2 separate regions of the Mus musculus genome follow, and region 1 is linked to region 2. The links are chromatin contacts, called in public HiChIP or PLAC-seq maps. All regions are on one chromosome and are shown on one strand. The core of a region is the stretch at or near the end of the contact, and the rest is flanking DNA. Distances in the headings are between cores, read along the strand shown.

Region 1 (7,148 bases), core at 1,149-3,648, 180 kb after region 2:
CTGTTTATGGGAGAGGGGGAAAAAAGGTTTCTCTAAGAATGTGGTGTGCAAAATGAACAGCCCACTGGCTCTCTCTTTGTTGTAGAATAGGAGGCAATAGATACCTCTGTCTCCTCAGCTGGACAGCTCCAAATAACCAGAGTGAAACACTGGGCATCAGGCTCAGGAGTTGCTTGACAACACTTTCTTCTTGTACCCTAATATGTCCCATACTACTAGATATGTTAGCAAGTGGCTGAGATTGGCCTGTGGTTCCCTGTAGAGAAGATTCATGTTTTTTCCTTTTGGGGTTGCTGGTCCTTGTCAGGTTATGGGGTATTAGCTAATTATTCCTTTTGGTAAATCTGAGTGACTTGTTACCCCAAGGATATATAGGATCCCAGAATCTAATCTATATAGATCCCAAGAGTCTGAAGTCCCACACAGTAATAACTTTACCAATTAGTGAAGTTTTTGGTAAACATAAGAAAATAACCACCTCATGTCGAAGAAATCTCTTATGCCTGCTTGGAAGCTTTGCCTGTCAAGTACAGATAATTGGCCTATAGCTGAGGCAGGAAATAGAAGGCCAGAATTCTCGTAGGAAGCAAGAATTCTGGGACAGAGCCAGGTGTGGGAGATTCACCTGGGGACGTGGAGGAGCACAAAAGCTTAAGAGCTGAATAGAGGTAACCAGCCAATTGGCAGAACTTAGAATAGAATAATGTGACAATTAATACATGAGCTAGTCAGGGAACAGCCATACCTTATGGCCAAGGCATTTGTAAGTATAATTTGAGTCCCAGAGCTCAATTCTGGGAGCTTGGGAAGAAGAGGAAAGACCCCCCTCACACACTTTTACAACTTCATACTAGACTTGCATAGTGTAAGAGTAGAGATACGTATTCCAACATGCGATGTGTGAGCACACTCATAAACAAAATACTAAAATAAATAAAAATAGTATCTCTCCAGGTGACTATAAAAAAAACAAAAACAAACAAACAAAAAAACCCCTCTTTTTATATTTATCAGCAGACATCCTAAAAACCTGAAGACAATTTGGGCCCCAGGTAAGGTTGCGTGCTTGGGTAGCATATGCAGGGATCTAGACCCCATCCCAACACTGTCCCCTACACACACACACACACACACACACACACACACACACACAGAGAGAGTTCTTTCACAGTCACAAAACAGGTATAGGTATGACACAAAATCTCATAGCTAAAATCTCTGAAAGGCATAAAACTTCTCAAGGAATGTTAGTGTGCTTCAAACATTTCAAAATAAGATCTGAGGAGGCTGGGGGTGGGGCACAGTCAGCAAGGGGTTTGCCTAATGTGCAAGAAGGCTCTAGCTAGGTTCAATGCCCAGGACCACATCAACTGCTCATGGTACGCAGTGGCACATATCTGTAATTCTAGCACTATGGTGGTAGAGGCAGGAGGATCAGAAACTCAAGGTTAGCCTCATCCACATAGAGAGTTTGAGGTCAGCCTTGACTACAAAAGACCCTGACTTAACAACAAAACAAGCATGATGGCAGACACCTTTAATTCTGGAACTTGGGAGGCAGAAGCAGGCATATCTCTATGGTCTATCTAGCAAGTTCCAGGCCAGTCAAAGCTACATAGCCTTGTCTAAATCCAAAACAAAATAGAAACAAGGACAGTGTCCCTGAGGGGCTCTGGATTGGCCCCATTGTTCTAAGCATCTTCTCTAGTTTCCGTTCTAGCAGGAAGCAGACTGGGGAGGGACACACGCCCCCCACCCCATACACACACACACACACACACACACACACACACACACACACACAGAGCTTAGAGAGTGTATATGGGCTTCCCCAAGGAAGACATATTTGCTACAGAATAAGATATGAATACAATGCAAATTAAAATAAAAACAGAAATGAAATGTCATTTCCCCCCATCTTAATATGGTGATATTAGGAAAGTGTTCAATGTTAGAATTTCCAGTGTGGAGGAGGTTTGGAGGAATTGAGCCCTCTTGGACAGCTCGATCAGAAGCATAGTATGACCACACCCTCACAGTCAGCCTTCCACGTGAGAGCACGGCCTTGCTGTGGAATCTCAGCCCTGCCACTTAGCACCTGTGAACTTGACCTAGTATCTTCATTTTGGAGCCTTCAGGCAGGCAGGCCTGGGTAAGTGAATGGAGCTTAGCAACCCGGGCATAGTAGGGAGTCAGGAAACTAATCCTGTTGGAAGCAAGGTGCTGGCTGGCCCTTGTGAGTTGGAATTCAATGAACAGCAGCATCCTGTAGAGACTGCTTATGGTCTCCCATCTGTTCTCCCTAACAAAACAAAGGCAAGGAGATTTCATGTGAGCCTTCACACTACAGAAGTCCACGGTCAAGAAGTCCATTGCCCATCAACGTTATCACCGGACTTTACGCTGGCTGCCCTTGAGAATTCCATTACCTAATGTGACTCTCCCAGCAGCTCTGCCAGGCTATCAGCACAGATGGTATTTGTGTTTCCAAAGGAGGAAATAAAGGTTAAGAAGCTACGGGACTTGCCAGTGTCACTTAGGAGCAGGTCAGAAGGTCAAATCAGTTTCCTGTGGTTGTGGAGCCTCTGTGGGAACACCTCTGCTACTCACCTTATCCCAGTGACCAAGAGATTCCAGGTAGTCAGGGCATGGGACAGGTGGGGGAGGTAAGAAGGAAGTCCTAATTCACACCAGTCACTATCTGTCACCTGCCTGCTCTACAAAAAGGAAACCAAATGCCCATTTCCTCTGTAAGAACGTTCCTTTCAATTAAGCCCCTCACATAATTCAACTCCACTGTGCTTGAGCCAGCCTTGGGCACAGGGTGAAAGCACTCAAAACAGGCCGCTGTCGTCTGCTCTTCTCCGTGAGGAAGTCGGCCCTCTTTTCCAGCTCACCCCTCCTTCTCCAAGCTCACCACACAGGAAAACTGTTCTCCATGTTTGCCTGCGCTCTTCTGAGTACTGAAAGGCTGTCCTGTGGTCATATGCCACCTATAAATTCACCAAAATACATCTTCCTTCCCCATTGAAGTGACACGACTTTCTGGCCTAAGTGGCTTTGTTTCTAGCCAACAACAAAAGAAGGAATCTGATTAGGAAAAGTCTCTTGGACTGGTTTTCTAGATCCTTTAATACAGTTCTTCATGTTGCAGTGAACCCCAACCGTAAAATTATTTCCGTTGCTTCTTCACAACTGTAATTTTGCTACAGTCGTAAATTGCAACATAAATAGCTGTGTTTTCCCTATAGTCTCAGATAACCCCTGTGAAAAGGGTGTGTGAGTACTCGAAGGGGTCTCGACCCACTGCCTTAGAGTGAACTGGTCCCAAGAGTTGCAGGTCCTCGAATGCAGTCACACTCTATTTAGGAAAGGGGGAGGGGGAAACACAGTGGAGGAGGTGGGGAAGAAAGGCACATTCTACCAGAAAATGTACAACATTTTTTTGCCTGTGAACACATTTTCACCTGTGAATCCCCAATCTCCTCACTTCCCGTGTGTGTGCGTGTTTGTGTGTGTGTGTGTGCGTGTGTGTGTGTGTGTGTGTGTGTGCGTGTGCATGTGTGTGTGTGCGTGTGCGTGCGCGTGTGTTCTGCTTGCAGTTCTAGATGTGTGTGTGTGCTCTCAATGGTTCCTTTCGCCGTGCCTGGTGCTTCCTGCCTATTGTGGTGGTGATGGACGCTTAGGAGCTCTGGAACCCTCGAAAATAAACTCATGGCTCTAGCTGCATATGTAACAGTGTGGTGCTTCATCACAGCAATAGAACAGCAACTAAGACACTTTGTCTGAGTCATTAGATAACCCAATGAGAACTAGGACCAGAAGAAGCACTTTGCTCTTGGGCTTTGGTCTAGACAAGTTTGGTTTATGTTAAAAAGGCAGCTTTGTATCACTGAGAATACCTTAGGCTTTAAAAATTAGAGGACAGTTTCTGTTTAGCGTTTTGTTGACTGCCAAGTTAAAGAGAGAGAGAGAGGGAGAGAGAGAGAGCAAGCTTCCTCCATATAATGTAGAAGATAGAATTACTTATGGAGTCAGGCAGACTGGGTGCAAATTCATTCTCTACCCTGTAATAGATGCTCCAGGACAAGTCAGTTACTGTCCACACAGCCGTTTCCTCTTCGAAAGTGGAGGTGATGGGCAGTAACTACCCCATCGCTTTACTGTGGCAGTTGTGCCTCACATCAGTCTCTGTACACAACACCTAAGGTATTTCCTAACCTATATTAGCTCTCACTAGAGAGTTACGCAGACAGAAGACCAACAACAGGCTCCTCTGAGATTGGACACTGGAGCAGGAGCAGTGACACATGCAAGCTCTCCGGGGGACTGCTGTGGCAGTGGCACAAGGCTTAATGGGAACTGGAGGTCAACTTAATCTACACCGAGAGTTTTAGCTAGCCTGGACTACATAGCCAGATGCTACCTCCAAAACAAAATCTAACGGGTGCTGGGCACGTCTTCTTTTTTTTTTTTTTTTTTTAAAGATTTATTTATTTATTATATGTAAGTACACTGTAGCTGACTTCAGATACACCAGAAGAGGGCATCAGATCTCATTACGGGTGGTTGTGAGCCACCATGTGGTTGCTGGGATTTGAACTTCGGACCTTCAGAAGAGCAGTCAGGTGCTCTTACCCACTGAGCCATCTCGCCAGCCCCTGGGCACATCTTCTTAAGACTATGTTTTATTATGAGAAGACATTCTTCCGGAAGATGCAGTCTCTTGGATATGGTGTGGCTGGAGTAGGGATAAGATGACCCCGTGGAAGTGGAGGTTAATGACTGCATGCATTGGTTCCTTTCCAGAAAATGTAACACAAGCCTCACAATACTCCTTGTATTAGGCAAAATGGAAAAAGAAATACTTTCTTTTGCTCCATAAAAAATTTTACCAAGTTATCTGAGCCTGACAGAAGCTCGTGAGCAGTTTTCCTGCCTCCATTGTTATTCCATTAAACATCTGGTTATCAAACCCGGACCAAGGATATTATATAATTGGAGATCAACTTTATACCTTGCCCCCAAGAACAGATAACATTTCCTTCTGTTGGTCCAGAATACAGAGCACATAAGGCTTACCTTCCATAGATCATAGTAACGAAAATTACAGAATGAACAAATCAAGAAGGGATTGCATAGGTAATATTAAGTTTGCTCAACCGTTTAAAAACAAGTTTCAGGGAACAAAATACAGGGCATTAGCGCCATCTGCAGGCAGAAGTCCATTTGAAATGGGAGGCGGATGAATCATGAGAAAGGGTACTGACTGATACAGGTGGTGGTACAGGTGGCAGATGTGGCCCACCCTGCATCCTCCAGTAACACCCATGTGGCTACTGAGCATCTTCGGTTTATGTTGTTTCATTTGAAATAGGATCTTACGACACTCAGGCTGACGCTCCTGACTTGAACTCCAGATATCCCTGCCTCCTTTCCCTGACTGCGGAGCTCACAGGCATGAATTCCTTCAAGAAGCTGATATCGGGAAAGTTCAAACTGAGTTGTTCCATAAACACAAAATACAGAATTTAGAAAGTATAAAGTGGAGAAAAGGCTGTGAAACGTATTGAGTACAGTGTTTATATTGTGATTACAGTACATACGGCTACTTCACTATTATTACAACTATTATTTTTACCTACTCACTGTGACTGCTAGAGATGTGAAAGTTCACATTGACACATACATATATTAAGTTCATAAATAAATATTTTTTTAAATTGAAAGGGTTGGCAAGGGGTCAGCAAGTAAGGTCATTTGCCACTAAAGTCTGACTTCCTAAGTTCAGTCTCTGGACCCTCACAAATATAAAGAAAGAACTAATTCTCTCCTTCTAGTCATTTGTTTTCTGACTGTCACATGTGCATACACACACACACACACACACACACACACACACATATATATATACATATACATATATATATATATATATATATATATAACACAAACCTGTTATATATATACACATATATACATACATTTGTGTATATATACATGTATATATATATGTGTGTGTCATATATATGTATATATATATACACACACACAGTAATGGCTTATATACATATATATGACTAAATAAATGTAGACATATGAAAGTTAGTATATAGCTCACACCATCTGTTTACCAGGTGACACCAACTTCCGCCCTACTTTGCAAAATGGGGGCCACAGACAAGCTGCAGGCTCACATTCGTTACCCAGGAGCTGGTTAGAAACACAGACACTCAGGCCCCCATCTTCGGTCTACCGAAGCAGAACTTATAGTTAAGCCAAACCCTGGGGTGACTCTTGTGCATATTGTGTTTGAGACTGGCTAACATAATCCAACCTCCTGGTAACTCAGAGTAATGGCTTGTCTGTAGTTATCTAGCTGGCTCCCCTAAAATCTGATTCCCCAGTGGTGTTTAAAGTACTGCATGTCCCCCAGCCAATACTACCTCACCCAGCATACCACTGATCTCTTCAAGGTACACACACACACACACACACACACACACACACACACAATTGCTACTGCTACACTGGGTGGAGGAAGGGCACTTGAAAAGGAAAAGGAAATAAAATATTTTTTAGATATGTAAAAAGATACCATGTCCTTGGGAATTTTCATAGCATATTCTGCATTTGTGCAAACCGCTCACTTACATAAAGAACCTGTGCTTTCTAAGCCTATTGCTACAAATAACATACTTCAACCAAGAAACACAGAGTTTGGAATAAGACACATGTATCCTAGCTGCTGAGTAAGTAAAGACCTGTAAAATCGATTCCTCCACACTATGTAGACAGGAGGAAGGGTTGCCATTTTGACATGGGGCTCCTTGCAGGAGTGTCTTATCCACTGGAGGTCTGGGTTCTCACAATACAGTTAGCACATACAAAACCTTGAGACAAACTTTATCAGATGAAAAGATTTATTCTGCTGATGGGGTTCTACATCTAGGGAACCCTGCCAACTCTTACATTGCCACATACAAATTCAAGAAAACACTATAGCTTGTGATGAACGCTGCTTTCATGCCCAAAGCCCCTTGTAACCAGGAGCACTGTTAAAAGAAAGTTCAGACTCACACGATGCTTGATAGACAAAGGACAGTGTTGCATGGAAAGATGAGGTCTCCCTTATAATAATATTGGTG
Region 2 (6,505 bases), core at 2,702-5,201:
TGTGGTATTCTGCTGTAGTAACAGGAAATGGATAAGAGGTCCCCTAAGATATCTGTTATAAAAGGGGGGAAGGGCAGAATAAAACTGGGGCAAAAATAAAAGGGAAGAGGCCCAGATGTCTTATACTCTTTCCCTTTTTCTTAGCAAGGTGTCTAACATTTGAAAAACCACACAAATGGTGTGCAAGAAGACACTGTCATCAACAAATTCATCCATCCTGTGATGTAACATCCTCATAAAAGTAAGTTGGCATCAAACATTAAGATACGTATTGTATGTTTATTTCTTTATATTTAAACTTAAAACAGCGAAACTGCCGAGGCTGGTGTTTTTGAGGTACCAAAAAGCTAGAAGTTCCCTACTATGGAGAAGAATCTTAGGTGTAACTCAGTGTCTTCTAAGGACATCTACTCGATGTTGTTGACAGTTTATTGCAGCCTTCGTGTTATCAGTAGTCCTGGCTCAAACACTTTCTCCTAATTCCCTGCCCTTATCTCTGAGTGAGACTTCTGGGCTGGAAATGGTGTGTCTTCCACGTCAGCTGCAGGACTGCAGGCCAACCTGGCTGGGGCCAAACTCTTGTCTCCCCTGCCAGATTCCAGCACATTTCTCCATCCCAGTCAAAACGGAGTAAACAATTTTATTTTGCCTTGTTAATTTCTTTTACATGTAGGAAGAGTCTGCAATGCTCGGCAGGACTGGGCTTCAAGTTGCTGTCAATTTTTTTTTTTCTTTTACAAATTTTTGTCTACCTCCTTCACTTGGAGAAGCTTTGTTTGAAAGTACAATTTTAATTTTAATATTAGTATTAGTGTTAGTATTCATGCAGTGTGTGTTTGGTGTCTGTTTCTGCTATCTGTGTATATGTCTTTGTCTGTGTAGATATAAGTGTACGGCATGTATCTTCAGGTTTCCTCGGAGGCCAGAAGCCATCAGGCTTCTTGGAGCTGATGTTATCAGGTGTGAGTGCTGGCTTATCACATTTGGGTGCTGGGTCATCAAACCTGGGTCCTTTGAAAGAGCAACAAGCTCTTGGCCACCGAGCTAGCTTATCCCTCTAGCATGATTTTATAAACATGGAGTCTAAGCCCTTTTTGAGCTGCACTCGCTGCCTAATGAAGAGTGCAGACAGGCCCACTACTTCTAAACGAGGACAGTTGTATCGGAAAAGTGTCCAGTTTTCCTAAAGATTTTCTAAGTTTGCCAACATTTTATCGCCCAAGGATGCATCTCTGACTCAGAGGCAGAGAGGAAGAAGCTAAGGGAGACAGGAGAGCTCGGTTAAGTTACCTACTTCTAAGCATAAGGTTATGGCTTTCATTTTCTTCTCTCTTTTCACTGCAGAGGACAAGAGTGTTCATTGAGGAGGAGGCCTGACTAGGGACCAGAAGCTCAAACCTCCCCACAGCTCTCTCCTCTCCTGTGATGTTGTGGAATAGAAAGCGAGCTGCCAGGGGAGTGCAGGCACTAAGGGGGCGGTGGGCAGAGAAACAGAAGGTGAGCAGACAGAGGACACAAGGAGGAGGATGGAGTGAAGGGCATGAAGGAGAGAGAGCAGAAGCCTTGGGGGGCACAGGCAAAGCCGTGCTTCAACATACCAAATGCCTCCACTTAAAAATTTGAACCTAGGACCAAGCAAGAAGCACTCTAAAAAGCTACTGCCATGTCTTCAATGCAGGGGCAAGAGAGGAGAGGAAAACCAGCTAGCAGACATGTGGAAGACAGAGAGGTCGCAGAGGCCAAACCCTACCTGTAATCATTCTGCATAGGGTGAGGAAGGCATTCCTCAGAAAGTGTGGAGTTTTGCTTGCATCCAAATTCCTGACATCAGAAACGACGCCAGAAGCCACTTTCGAGAGGCCAAGCCATTTTTTTTTCTCTGAAAGGGAAGAAAACTCTGTTTTTCTCTGGGGTCTTCCCACCCTGACTAACCTAGGTTCTCTTTCCATTCATTTAGTGGAAGAGGCTGGATAAAATGGAGGGCGAGGAGCTCCCTGCAGGGCCTGGTTAATGGGTCCCAGCAATATCCCTGGCTGTTAGGAACACACACAAACACACACACACATACATACACACACACACACACACACATACATACACACACATACACACACATACATACACACACACAGACACACACACAGACACACACACAGACAGACACACACATACATACACACAGATACACAGATACACACATACATACACACACATACATACACACACATACATACACACACACACATACACACACACACACATATACACACATACATACACACAGACACACATACATACATACATACACACACACACACATACACACACATACACACACACAGCTACTTTTTAAATCATAACATTGGGGAGAATGCCTTAGCAAGATGGTAGGGTTGAAGAGTAATGAAATCTGGATATTTCTCCGACTACAGGGAGAAGAGTCACACATCATAAATAGAACTGCCATGTTGACAGTCTGCTTGCCAAAAAAAATAAAAAATTAGACCTTGCTTTACTTTGTGTATGAAAAGAAACCTCTGGTGGATGAAAATCTAATAAAAAACCCTAAATTTTGGTATTACTTTAGATTTGAGGAGAAGTACTTCATAAAAAAAGCAAATAAAACCCTGAAAGCTATTTTTTTAAAAAAAAAAGATAGCCATATTTGATTAGATAAACATTTCAAACTCTTATATTTAAGAAAACATGTCAGTGAAGTCCAGACACGGTAGTGCATGCCTGCAATCTGCACTGTGGAGATGGAGAGAATAGAACCGGAGCTCTGTGCTATCCTTAGCTACATAGGCAGATAGGGGCCAGCCTGGGCTGAAGACCGTCTTTCCCAAACACAAGAAAATCATGGTCAGCATTGCTAGAGGTGGAGACCCAGGCTAGCACCAGGGATTTGCTTTGCTCTTTGTATTCAGACAAAAGCAGTCCCTCAAAATGTCGATAACGGATCTTACACTCTGACCTTAGCTAGACAGTGAAGTGTTCCTGCATCTGCTCCAGGATCTCACACCAGAGATCTGAGGTTCACTGGGAGGCCACACAACTACACATCCCACGGGCTCGGGATGTGACAAGGACGTGTTTCTGTATGAATTATGATTGTAACGAAGACGAGGCATGGAGCTGTTGTGATAAGATGATAACACTGGGTCTCTTTACTCAGAATACGTTTATTGGTTTATAAAGCATATAAACATTTGATGAAATCATTCCTCCTAAGAACAGAGAACAAGGACACGTAGAACACACTCACATTATACCTGACTCCTCCTCCTCCTCCTCCGTTTGAGATGAGAGAGACGGTAGGGTATATAGCTGCATATTCCATGAAAGGATTCCTTCGAGTTTCTCAAAGTCTTTAACAAAACAACAGCGGCTGCTGAAAGCCTTGTAATCTCTCTAGTGGTACATAATACTGATACAAAAGGTGGGTAGTACAAAGTTCATTATATATAATATAACGTTTTAATATATTACATTTGTTCTACATAACAGACTATAAATAGATGTGCCATAGCATGTTTAACAGTCATTGCTCCCAGCTCTTCACACTATGGTACCAAATGAAAAGAACAGTTTCTTTCTTTCTTTTTTTTTTTAACATAAGCACACAGGCAGAAACCAGTAGACATAGTTTTATAGGTTAAAATTCTAAAGGATACAGTAGATGTTATCATAACCTCGGCTAAAAAGTAATTTCGAAATCTGGCTAGTGATTATCTGGAGAGCAAACCAACCAATTAAGATTTTTCTGCCATCAGGAAGCCACAAAGCTAAAATACTGAGGACTTGGGGGCCTGACAGGAGTGGAGATAGAGGAAGAACACCAGCCTGAGCCTTTACCGCCACTTGACAGAGAACCCTCAGACACTGCCACCAGGGCAGCCACGTGGGTCTCCACCCAGCAGAAACCCTGAGTTTCTGTTCTGTTCTCACAATTCTTCGGCCCCGTCAGGAGCCTCTGCCGACGTTCCTCTCTTTTGGTGTTCTGAATTAAGGCACAGCCTGAGAGATGAGGAAGGAGCAAGCTGCATCATTTCCTTCCTGGGGCCAGGCCAGGAGACACGTAAGAGTCCGGAAGGAACTCTCATTAGGAGTAGGAAACGCCACAGGGAACTCGCCTGTAACCCGACTGTGAAGAGCACGCAAACCTTCCAAAACCAAACCCTGCCGGCCGCCTTTGCGTTTCCTGACAGGCCACAAGCCCACCTCCACCAGAGCCAGCACAATGCATCTGCAGGCTCCAACCGCTCTCCGAGCGAGCTTGCGCCTTCCTTCCTCCCAGTCCACATCCCACACTTAACACTTGGCTCATAGCCCGCATCCTCCACAAAGCCTCCAAGGTAGACAGACTCGGCCCTGGGACATCTCACCCATCCTCAACACACAAAGCATTGCCCATTCGATCCAGTTTCACAGAGGTGCCGTTGCCACTTCTTGGAGGACAGAGCCACTGTTTGAAAGTCTTTTGCTTTAACTGGTAGTGAGACCACAGCAGGGCACATTATATAGGACTTTTAAATGAATGGAAAAGAGAGTAGAGTCAACACATTCTTGGGTCATGGGCATCTTCTCTGGAAATGCCCTGAGGACAAGCTCCTTGCAGTCTGAGGTCCCTCCTCCAAAAATGAAAATCAAATGTGGCTACTTCCGGGTGGTGGAAAGAACAACACTTGAAAATCTAAGCAGCACCTCTCTCGTGATTTCCAGGAGTTGGGGGCGGAGCCGGGACAGGACCACTTCCATTTAAACAGGAGGTGAGCGCAGTGTGGTCCCTGAGTCAGCGTGAACTGCAGCATCCACCATCTTTAAAAGTCCTGCCTCGTCGCTGGAGTACACGGTGGTGTCTGTGTCATCTGAGTGATACCCAGACTGGTAGCCACTGGTCTGGTTGGAGCCTTCCGAGGCCACAGACTCCCTGCTTTTACTGGGCATCATTCCACTGTAGAAGAAACAGCAAGCGAATGAATTAAAAAGGGAAGCCGGCTCATTTGCTTTACACAGTCACCAAAGCCCGAGCTCAAGGAAGTAGAATCCCCTCCAGAGACACTAGCCCCTCTCTCTCATTCCCTAATCAGCCTCAGACAAGGTCTACTCTCAGGTACTGGCATGAGCTAGTAGTCGCAGATAAGTCCTCTTATTCGGGTCCAAGTCTTTCAAGCTTGAGACGAGATAAAAGGCCGTTCTGCTGAGGTATGCAGAGCCCCCAACCAATGGAAGAGTTTTACAGCCTTGACGATTGACAAGTTTGTCTACAGTGATAGAAGTCACAGGGTCTCTTTCATGATATTAAACGATATCGGGATGGTCTAAAAGTTCATTTGTGTTTTTCCTGTTCGGTCACCTAGGGAGCTAAGTGGTCTATAAAAGATGTTAATAAATTTGTAGAGGGGGAGAAAAAAAAAAAAAGCTAGTGTACAGTCAGGCCAGACATGTCAAAAACTGTTTTTTACTCATCCAAACCAAATTCTTTGGACAAATTGGGGGTTCAGTCACTCAGCAGCAACTGGAGAATGTTTCCAATGACATAGTAGTCATGTCAAAGCTAACAAACGTGGGCTGTGTGGACCGAAAAGCTCGGGCTTTGCCCTCGAAGGGGTCTTATTCTTATTATTCATGATAAAAGCCACAGAGAGAGTTTGTTTACTCTGTGTTCAAATACGGTTTCATGTAAGTTCAAAGAACCACAAGTATGTTTCCCCTCCCAGCCCCGCTCTTCACTTCCCACACCAAACCAGTTTGTGTCTCAAACAGAGGCATGATCCTGGCCACCTAATAGCTCTGAGTCACTATTGTTTGAGTCAATGAAAGAAGCATGTGGTTGGTGCCCATGCCTTCTTGCTGGGCCTTAAAGAAAACGGCCAAGTTTACTGTGGCTACTGTTGTTGTATAGACATCACTCAAAAGTCCATAGGGAACCCCACCTCGTACAGCAGCTCTCTGGTGTGTAGATCAAATCTTGGGTTTTCCCTACCTAGAATGAGCCTGCCAGCAAACAAATAACTACTCTTATCCCACTCTTCTTAGAAACATAAAGATTTTTTTAATATTTAAATCAGGTACATTTATTCAAAGCCTATATATACCTGTTGAGTCATAAGGAAGAATGACTCGAATAAATTTAATAGTTTTCCCCCAACTGAAAAGGCAGTGACTCAAAGAATCATATTTAAATATATGAAATAAGTGAATATGTATGTATTTATATATCATCTTTCTTAATTACAGATAAAGCCATCTAAGTACAGGTTTGACAGTCCATCAGAGTCTGCAAAGTCTTCACTCTTCAGGATCATGGTACCTGCTGACATCTTTGCAGTTTGGCCAGGGCCATAGAAGCCACAGGTCACTCTGCTGGCCCGTATCAGTCCCATAGCCTTCACAAATGTAGTCATTAGAAATTGGCCAAATACTCTAACTTGCTTCAGGGTTTTCTTCAGACTCACCAATTTCATGGCTTAGTTTATTTTACCTCTTTATCAAATTGCTAATT

What was found. HiChIP or PLAC-seq counts read pairs in DNA pulled down with a chosen protein or histone mark.
Region 1: an H3K27ac HiChIP or PLAC-seq map of heart atrium shows a contact between it and region 2, with 5 read pairs. The contact joins two enhancer-like sites. A contact is called at or near these places in 3 of 484 Hi-C or Micro-C datasets (the HPC-7 cell line, nephron progenitors and uterus) and 1 of 115 datasets of contacts at active chromatin or transcription factors (heart atrium).

Annotation. Positions count from the first base shown.
Region 1 is chr5:76,113,408-76,120,555 of GRCm38.p6, forward strand. No RefSeq gene overlaps it. Among named protein-coding and RNA genes, the nearest start is that of Srd5a3, 23 kb to the right of the region's middle. Within about 2 kb of position 2,399, at least 5 of the 459 cell types and tissues checked have an H3K27ac peak or open chromatin away from gene starts, as enhancers often do. A contact at or near this core is called in heart atrium, where this site is marked.
Region 2 is chr5:75,929,665-75,936,169 of GRCm38.p6, forward strand. Kdr (kinase insert domain protein receptor) reads right to left here. Exons shown (of 30, transcript NM_010612.3): 30 at 3,163-4,954. The coding sequence ends at 4,759. Among named protein-coding and RNA genes, the nearest start is that of Gm32727, 44 kb to the right of the region's middle. Within about 2 kb of position 3,952, at least 91 of the 459 cell types and tissues checked have an H3K27ac peak or open chromatin away from gene starts, as enhancers often do. A contact at or near this core is called in heart atrium, where this site is marked.